3 separate regions of the Mus musculus genome follow, and all the other regions are linked to region 1. A link is a contact called in public HiChIP or PLAC-seq data. All regions are on one chromosome and are shown on one strand. Each heading gives the region's core, a stretch centred on a gene start, on an enhancer-like site or on the middle of the called end of the contact. The rest is flanking DNA. Distances are from core to core; before and after follow the strand shown. Region 1 overlaps Mdm2 (transformed mouse 3T3 cell double minute 2). Region 2 has its middle 34 kb from the start of Cpsf6. Region 3 has its middle 14 kb from the start of Cpsf6.

What was found. HiChIP or PLAC-seq counts read pairs in DNA pulled down with a chosen protein or histone mark.
Region 2: a contact with region 1 is called in an H3K27ac HiChIP or PLAC-seq map of embryonic stem cells, with 4 times the contacts expected there. The contact joins two enhancer-like sites. A contact is called at or near these places in 9 of 39 promoter capture datasets (the 3T3-L1 cell line, 3T3-L1-derived adipocytes, the C10 cell line and 5 more), 2 of 15 datasets of contacts at CTCF or cohesin (large pre-B cells and pro-B cells), 84 of 484 Hi-C or Micro-C datasets (the 63-12 cell line, B cells, the C10 cell line and 60 more), 11 of 115 datasets of contacts at active chromatin or transcription factors (astrocytes, cardiomyocytes, effector CD8 T cells and 6 more) and 3 of 9 other capture datasets (adipose tissue, embryonic stem cells and liver).
Region 3: an H3K27ac HiChIP or PLAC-seq map of embryonic stem cells shows a contact between it and region 1, with 5 read pairs. The contact joins two enhancer-like sites. A contact is called at or near these places in 1 of 15 datasets of contacts at CTCF or cohesin (the NIH/3T3 cell line), 7 of 115 datasets of contacts at active chromatin or transcription factors (embryonic forebrain, embryonic midbrain, embryonic stem cells and 3 more) and 1 of 9 other capture datasets (liver).

What each region holds. Positions count from the first base shown.
Region 1 is chr10:117,691,538-117,694,129 of GRCm38.p6, reverse strand. It overlaps Mdm2 (transformed mouse 3T3 cell double minute 2), which reads left to right. Exons shown (of 12, transcript NM_010786.4): 10 at 1,393-1,548. Among named protein-coding and RNA genes, the nearest start is that of Mdm2, 18 kb to the left of the region's middle. Within about 2 kb of position 1,274, at least 4 of the 459 cell types and tissues checked have an H3K27ac peak or open chromatin away from gene starts, as enhancers often do. A contact at or near this core is called in embryonic stem cells and trophoblast stem cells, where this site is marked.
Region 2 is chr10:117,341,676-117,344,267 of GRCm38.p6, reverse strand. No RefSeq gene overlaps it. Among named protein-coding and RNA genes, the nearest start is that of Cpsf6, 34 kb to the left of the region's middle. Within about 2 kb of position 1,312, at least 24 of the 459 cell types and tissues checked have an H3K27ac peak or open chromatin away from gene starts, as enhancers often do. A contact at or near this core is called in embryonic stem cells and trophoblast stem cells, where this site is marked.
Region 3 is chr10:117,389,332-117,391,923 of GRCm38.p6, reverse strand. No RefSeq gene overlaps it. Among named protein-coding and RNA genes, the nearest start is that of Cpsf6, 14 kb to the right of the region's middle. Within about 2 kb of position 1,278, at least 17 of the 459 cell types and tissues checked have an H3K27ac peak or open chromatin away from gene starts, as enhancers often do. A contact at or near this core is called in embryonic stem cells, where this site is marked.

The sequences.
Region 1 (2,592 bases), core at 25-2,524:
TATAATAATAAATTAATCTTAAAAAAAAAAGACTACTTTTATGTCAAGCTGACTGTATTTTCTGGAAGAGAAATGATGTGTCTGCAGTTAAGCAGCATCTTGGTAGCAAATTGAGAATGCCTGTGTCCTGAATTCTAGAGCAGTGTATTTTTATCAGTTGTAAGTAAGTTGATTTGCGGATGAACTTAGTGTATGATTTGAAGTTGAATCTCTTGTTTGCATTTTTGTGAGACAGGGTCTCTTATTTAGTTCTGACTCTTGGCTGTCCTGGAACTCACTGTATAGACCAGGCTGGTTTTGAACCTACAGAGATCTTCCAGTCTCTGCCTCCTGAATGAATGCTAGGATTAAAGGCATACACCACATGCCTGGCCTGAAGTTGAATCTTTTAATCTCAGCACTCAGGAAGCAGGGACAGCAGAGCTCTCTGAGGTAATAGCCAATATAGTGTCACATGAGGTAATAGCCAATATAGTGTCACATGAGGTAATAGCCAATATAGTGTCACATGAGGTAATAGCCAATATAGTGTCACATGAGGTAATAGCCAATATAGTGTCACATGAGGTAATAGCCAATATAGTGTCACATGAGGTAATAGCCAATATAGTGTCACATGAGGTAATAGCCAATATAGTGTCACATGAGGTAATAGCCAATATAGTGTCACATGAGGTAATAGCCAATATAGTGTCACATGAGGTAATAGCCAATATAGTGTCACATGAGGTAATAGCCAATATAGTGTCACATGAGGTAATAGCCAATATAGTGTCACATGAGGTAATAGCCAATATAGTGTCACATGAGGCCCCAGGCCAACTAAGGCTGCATCGGAAAACCCAGATGCCAGCTTGGTGTTTGTGTGTCGTCACTAGCACTCCGTCACACTAGCCTGTGAGTCAGGGAGGCCTTCGTCTTCCTGTGTTTAATAGGATAAACTCACAGTGGTGCTTCAGATAATAGTAGGTGTGCATATAATCACACACGTAGGAAAGGTCATTGTGGAAGATCTTTTTATGGTATTGTGGGAACCTTAACCAAAGAAAGATGAGTGGGGCTTAGAAACTCAGATTATCTTACTGAGAAAAAGTTAGTGTGTGGATTGATTTAGGAAACAAGATGTGGCTGGAGCATGGGTATTGAATAGGGTGGAGGGTGTGTTTAGCTGGACATTTGAAAATGTTAATGCAGTCATTCTGAGTGTAACCTCGGGGCTAAGGGGCTCTGACTTTTCCTTCATGAGGTAGGACTTTTGAGTAAGGTAGTAACCTTGAACCCAGTCTATGTGGTCTGGGGCTGAGAAGGAAATAGTGGCTCGGGATGAACCCGGGAGCTCTAAATGAGGCCCAGAGGCAATGCATTTACATTCGCTGCATTCTTCCTCCATAGGATCTTGACGATGGCGTAAGTGAGCATTCTGGTGATTGCCTGGATCAGGATTCAGTTTCTGATCAGTTTAGCGTGGAATTTGAAGTTGAGTCTCTGGACTCGGAAGATTACAGCCTGAGTGACGAAGGGCACGAGCTCTCAGATGAGGATGATGAGGTGGGTTTCTGTGTCTGTCAGCCTTTTAGTAAGATGAAGAGGCCATCTATTCAGAGTCTCTGGAAAGTCTTGCTTTTTCATTTGTTCAAGATAGAATATTGCTTTGTGGATTTGAGGTGAAATTTTATAGTTTCTTTGCTTGATTTATTTATTTAGATTTATTTGTTATGTATACAGCATTCTGCCTGCATGTATGTCTGCAGGCCAGAAGAGGGCACTAGATATGGTTACTAGCCACCATGTGGTTGCTGGGAATTGAACTCAGGACCTTTGGAAGAACAGACAGTGCTCTTAACCTCTGAGTCATCTCTCCAGCCCTTTGCTTGATTTATTATAGTCTCACATTACTAAATAAAAAACTTAGAGGAGAGTTTGAACAATGTTTTTAAACTTTTTTTGAGTTGATGGGGTGTTTTTGTTTTGTTTGTTTTGCTTTTTGAGACTTGGTTTTTTTTTTTTTGTTTTTGTTTTTGTTTTTGTTTTTTTTTTTTGGTTTTTCGAGACAGGGTTTCTCTGTGTAGCCGTGGCTGTCCTGGAACTCACTTTGTAGACCAGGCTGGCCTCGAACTCAGAAATCCACCTGCCTCTGCCTCCCAAGTGCTGGGATTAAAGGCCTTCGCCACCACGCCCGGCGAGACTTGGTTTTTCTGTATGGCCCTAGCTGTCCTGGAACTTGCTTTGTAGACCAGGCTGGCCTCAGATCTGCCTGCCTTTGCTTCCCAAGTCCTGGAATTAAAGGTGTGCGCCACCACTGCTCTGCTAATGATGGATGAACATTCTCATAATGGCTGGACCACAAAGTTCTCCATTTGGTCTTCCCATTTATGTATGTATGTGTGTGTGTGTATTTGTTTTTGAGACAGGGTACCACCGTGTATCCCTGGCTGACCCTGAACTGGCTATCTAGACCAGCCTGGCCTCAAACTCATGGGAATCCTCTTGCCTCTGCCTCCTGATTGCTGGGATGAAAGGTGTGAGCCCCTACTTCTGCCCCTCCCTTCTCAGTACTGATTTGTTTTTCACCAATGTAAAGCATGCAACGAA
Region 2 (2,592 bases), core at 63-2,562, 350 kb after region 1:
TATAGGACATACTTTTAAATATCAGATTAGTTCTTCAAATATTTGATCCATTGGGGCTGGAGATATAACTCAGTTGTGTGGAGTATTTGCATACAATGCTGGAAGTCTGGGTTTGATACACAGCACCGTAATAGACCTGCTGCAGTAGGGCACATCCTAGCACTGGGATCAGGAGTTCAGATTTATCCCCATCTGATGAGATTCAGGCCATTTTGGGGTATATTAGAGTACTAAAAAAAGAAAGAAATACGGATATATAATAGTTGAAGTTGTAAACAATTTCTACTAATTTCTCAGTAACAGTGCTAAGTAATTTAGGTTAAAATAATGCATGTTACCTCCAGTGTTTGTGTAGCATTGTTAGGTTTGTTGTTACTGTTTATGCAGTTTTAAAAATAAATTATTTATTTACTTTATGCATATGAGTACACTGTAGCTGCCTGCCTTCTGGCATACCAGAAGAGGACATTGGATCCCTTTAAAGGTGGTTGTGAGCAACCATGTGGTTGCTGGGAATAGATTGAACTCCAGACCTCAGGAAATGCAGTCAGTGCTCTTAACCGTTGAGCCATCTCTTCAGCTATCTTTATGCATTTTAAAGTTGCATTCATTGGAATAATTTGAGGCTCTGTATCTATAGCCTTCATGGAACTGTGTAAAGTTAGTGGGAATATCTTAAAAGAATACATCAGACTAAAAAGGGAATCTGCCACAGCCAGGATTGCCTCAGACTTAGGCTATAGCTGAGGATGGCATTGAATTTGGGATCCTTCTACCGTGTTTAAGTGCTTCATAACAGTCATGGTGCCGTTGTCATTTTCTGCAGTGCTAGGGACTGAAACCAAGGCCTCCTGCATGATAGTCAAGCACTCTACCAAGTGGATTACAGCTCCAACCCAGGCAAAGCCATTTCTGCTAAACAAGGGATTTAAGCCGATTTTCCTAGTCTTCCTGCTTGGGTTTCCTAACCATGATTACGAAATAGCTACTTTGTGGGCCTTTTCAACTTTATCGTTCATTAGCGGTGCTTAGGAATTTGTGTATGCACATTGATTCTGATCAGGTATGCAGGATGAAAGATAAATAGTTTCAAAAGTCCATAAAGTCAGTTGGCTGTGCTACTATGTGCCTGTAATTGTCAGCACTTGGAAGTGGAAGGAGTGAATCTAGTTGGAGGCTAGCCTAAGTAAGTTACCAGTTAGCCCTGTTTATGTGTCTGTGTTGTCATGCAGGTACTTGCCTGTCAGATCAGAGTACAGCATACAGGGTTACCTCTTGCTTCCCACTTTGAGATACAGCCCCTTGTTTCTGCTGTACTGGCGCACCCCAGCCTAGCAGGCTGTGATCAGTTGGGGAATCTATCTGGACTCCAAATCTCAGTATGAGTGCTGAGATTTAAAATGTGTGCCACTGTATTCTGTTTCTGACTTGGGCTTTAGTAATTATGTTGTCAGACTTTTTTAGCTAGTGCTGCGTTTACCCAGTTAGACCCTACACTTAGTGGGAGGAAAGACCCCACACTCAGTTATAGAGAGCTTTAGCTTTTTCCTGAACATCACACTGAAATCTGAAGAGTGGGGCCTGATAAAGGGGAAGCACCACCTTTTGGAGAAAGAAAAAAAAGCCTGTGATTCAGTGTGCTAGGTAGGAATTTAAAGAATGCTTGTTTGCCTGGAGCAGGTATTGAAGAACATGCATACACGGGCCACAATTCAGTTAGCATTTCAAAGCATCTTTACAGATTCAATTGGGAAAGATGAGGTAGGTAGGACAGTGAAGTTTACAACTTAGTCAGGAGATGGAATACAAGGAAGAGAGAAAAAGTAAATGAGGTGGCATACAGTGAAAAATGAGAAGCTTGTATGATGTTGTGTCTGACAGTGCCGATGGAGCCCATTAGATGACATTTAAAGGGTGCACTTGGTATTTTTGCTGTCCATTTTAATTTTGAAGTTGAGAACTGGGGTTAAGTAATCTTTAGTTACAGTTAAAATGGAGATCAAACTAAGTTTGTAAGAATTTGGACCAGTGGTGACAGCGGTGTGAGGACGCAAACAAGCTACTCACTGAGATCAGTTGTATGAAGTACTACTTTTTTGGGCAGAAACAGAAAAATTATTTTCAAAGGAGAATAAATACATAAAAGCTTATAGGTTTGTACTTAGGTGGTAGGAAGTTTATGATATTCGTATTTAGTGATCCACCTACTTTGAACTAGAAATTGAGAATATTTTGTGTAGGTGCGGTTTGTATTTAGGCGAAGTAATTATCAAAGCTTGGCAGGTATTGAGTTTTAGGCTCCATTTTACTTGTGGCAGTTCATTTACATGCATCTATTTCGGAGGGGGGGGAGGTAGATGAATAAAGCTGTGGACAAAGGCTGTCAACTTGACTTTGCAGTTTGCTGCTTATCAGCCTAGCCACAACATTATAGCTTACCCATTCACTCCCTGTGTGAGGGTGTGTGTTAAAGAATGGGGTCATTTTTCATCACACTTTACAGAGGAAGCTCTGATGGGCAGAATGGAAGTTAGAAAATGCTCCGGGCCAGGCGTGGTGGCGCACGCCTTTAATCCCAGCACTCAGGAGGCA
Region 3 (2,592 bases), core at 29-2,528, 300 kb after region 1:
CTAACATTACAGTAAAATACTTACAGAATAGTAAAGTGAACAAATTCTTTTATCATTTATTTTTTCCCAAAGACTTATTTATTTATTATATATAAATACACTGTAGCTGTCTTCAGACACACCAGAAGAGGGCATCAGACCCCATTACAGATGGTTGTGAGCCACCATGTGGTTGCTGGGAATGGAACTCAGGACTTCTGGAAGAATAGTTGGTGCTCTTAACCACTGAGCCATCTCTCCAGCCCCCCCCCCCTTTTTTTTTTATCATTTCTATGTGGTTTTAGTAATTATATATGTTGAGGGAGAAAATATACAATATGGTTTTGTTTTAGTATTTCATTGCTGTGAAGAGATACCATGATCGTGGCAACTCTTATAAAGGCAAAAACATTATTTGGGGCTGGCTTTCAGTTCAGAGGCTTAGTCCGTTATCGTCATGGTGAGAAGCATGAGCTGACCTGGTGCTGGAGAGGAAGCTAAGAGTTCTACATCTGGATGTCTAGGCAGCAGGAAGAGAGAGACACAGTAGGCTTGTCTTAACTTCTGAGACCTTAAAGCCCACACCACTGACACACTTCCTCCAACAAGGCTACACCTGTTCCATCAAGGCCACACCTCCTAATAGTGACACACCTCTGGGGGCCATTTTCATTGAAACCACCAGATTGCGTCCTATTAATTTACCCAAAGTGCACCAAGTCCCTCCTCCCTCCTCCCTCCCCCATCCCCTTCTCCTCCTCCCTCTCCAGCTGTCCTTCCTTCTCTCCCAGATCGCCCTGGCCGATCCCAGATCGCTTATCCCCCATCTCTTCTCAGCTGGATATTTTCTCTCTCTTGTAGACAATGCCTACCCCCCATCGTGGAACAGCCATTGTGGCCAGTTTATTACCGCGTCTGTCACATACAACAATTAAACGAGTTTTCTACAGAATAGTATTTATAACTGCTCCCTCTACCCCCCCCCCCCTTCGAGACAGGGTTTCCCTGTATAGCCCTGGCTGTCCTGGAACTCACTCTGTAGACCAGGCTGACCTCGAACTCAGAATTCTGCCTGCCTCTGCCTCCCAAGTGCTGGGATTACAGGCATGCGCCACCACTGCCCGGGTGTTCCCGGTATCTTAAACATTGTTTCTCCTCCACCCAGTCCTAGTGCCGCGGATGAGCTGAGCATCTGCAGCTCACACTATGTCCCTGCTGTGGACAGAGTGTTCCTCTGAGCACTCCCTCAGATCAGCTGTGCCTGCTTGTTAGAGCCTTACCAGCAGTGACCCACGGACTATTTGCATCCCCTCAGGCAAGGGGGAGGGGATGGCCCAATGGACTCTCACCCGGGACTCCAGCCACTCCTATTCTATTTGAATGTGATTCTTCTGCCTTAGGGTCTCAGGAGGTGCCACCGTGCTTCTCAACCTTTGGGCCCTGACTGCTTTGGGGGCTGCACCCTTCAGTGGGGATCGAATATCAGAGATCCTGCCTATCAGATATTCACATCATGATTCATAACAGTAGAAAAATTACAGTTATGAAGTAGCGGTGAAAATAATTTTACAGGTGGGGTCACCACCATGTGAGGAACTGTATTAAAGAGGGGCAGCGTTGGGGAACGTGAGGACCACTGTACCGCCGTACGTAAGTTCCGGAGGTTGATTTAAAGGGGCCCAAAGAGCTATGGGGATCCGGTCAGGACTTTCCAATGCCTCTACTTTAGGGTCCCTCACACTTCTGCCATTAAGCCCTCCCTCATGGTCTGTATGTAAACCCATTAACATCAGGCTGAGCATCAGTGAATTGTACTTTGGCTTGTTGGTGAAGAAGGGTAAATATTGTCTATACCTTCTCGGGGAAGAAATTCTCACAGCAAACACGGGAGCTGCGGGAGTCAGCCCAGCAGCTGGGTTAATAATCATGGCAACCGCTCCTACCTGAGATTCCCAACAACAGTTCACACATGCGCACGCGGGCGCGCGCGCATGCACACACACACACACACACACACACACACACGCACACGCACACGCACACGCACACGCACACGCACACGCACACGCACACACACACATTGTAGTCTCCTTTTCTTGTTATCTTGCTATCTCCACTATTCTCTCCTGCTTTCCTAACCCTTGCCATGTTCCTTTTGTTTTTTTAGATTTATTTATTTTATGTATATAAGTACACTGTTTTTCTCTTCAGACACACCAGAAGAGGGCATTGGATCCCATTACAGGTGGTTGTGAGCCACTATGTGGTTGTTGGAAATTGAATCTTAACCACTGAGCCATTTCTCCATTCCCAGTCTCTCTCTCTCTCTCTCTCTCTCTCTCTCTCTCTCTCTCTTTCCTTTAGACTCTTCCAGGTGGTACAATAATATGACTATGTGAAAGAGTCACCTTAAGAGGCTTGTGCTGGCGAGGGAGCCTAGAGGCCAGCATTAGCCTTGAAATGCTGAGTGGTGTCACAGAGAGCCATTTGTCCCTTCCTCCAGAGGTAACAGGAATGACTCCTTTTGGCAGATAGGAACAAGTTTCATGAATTCCTGAGGAATTCAGGCTTTTATCTAACCACTGTAATTCTACAGTCCAGTTTAAGATCTGG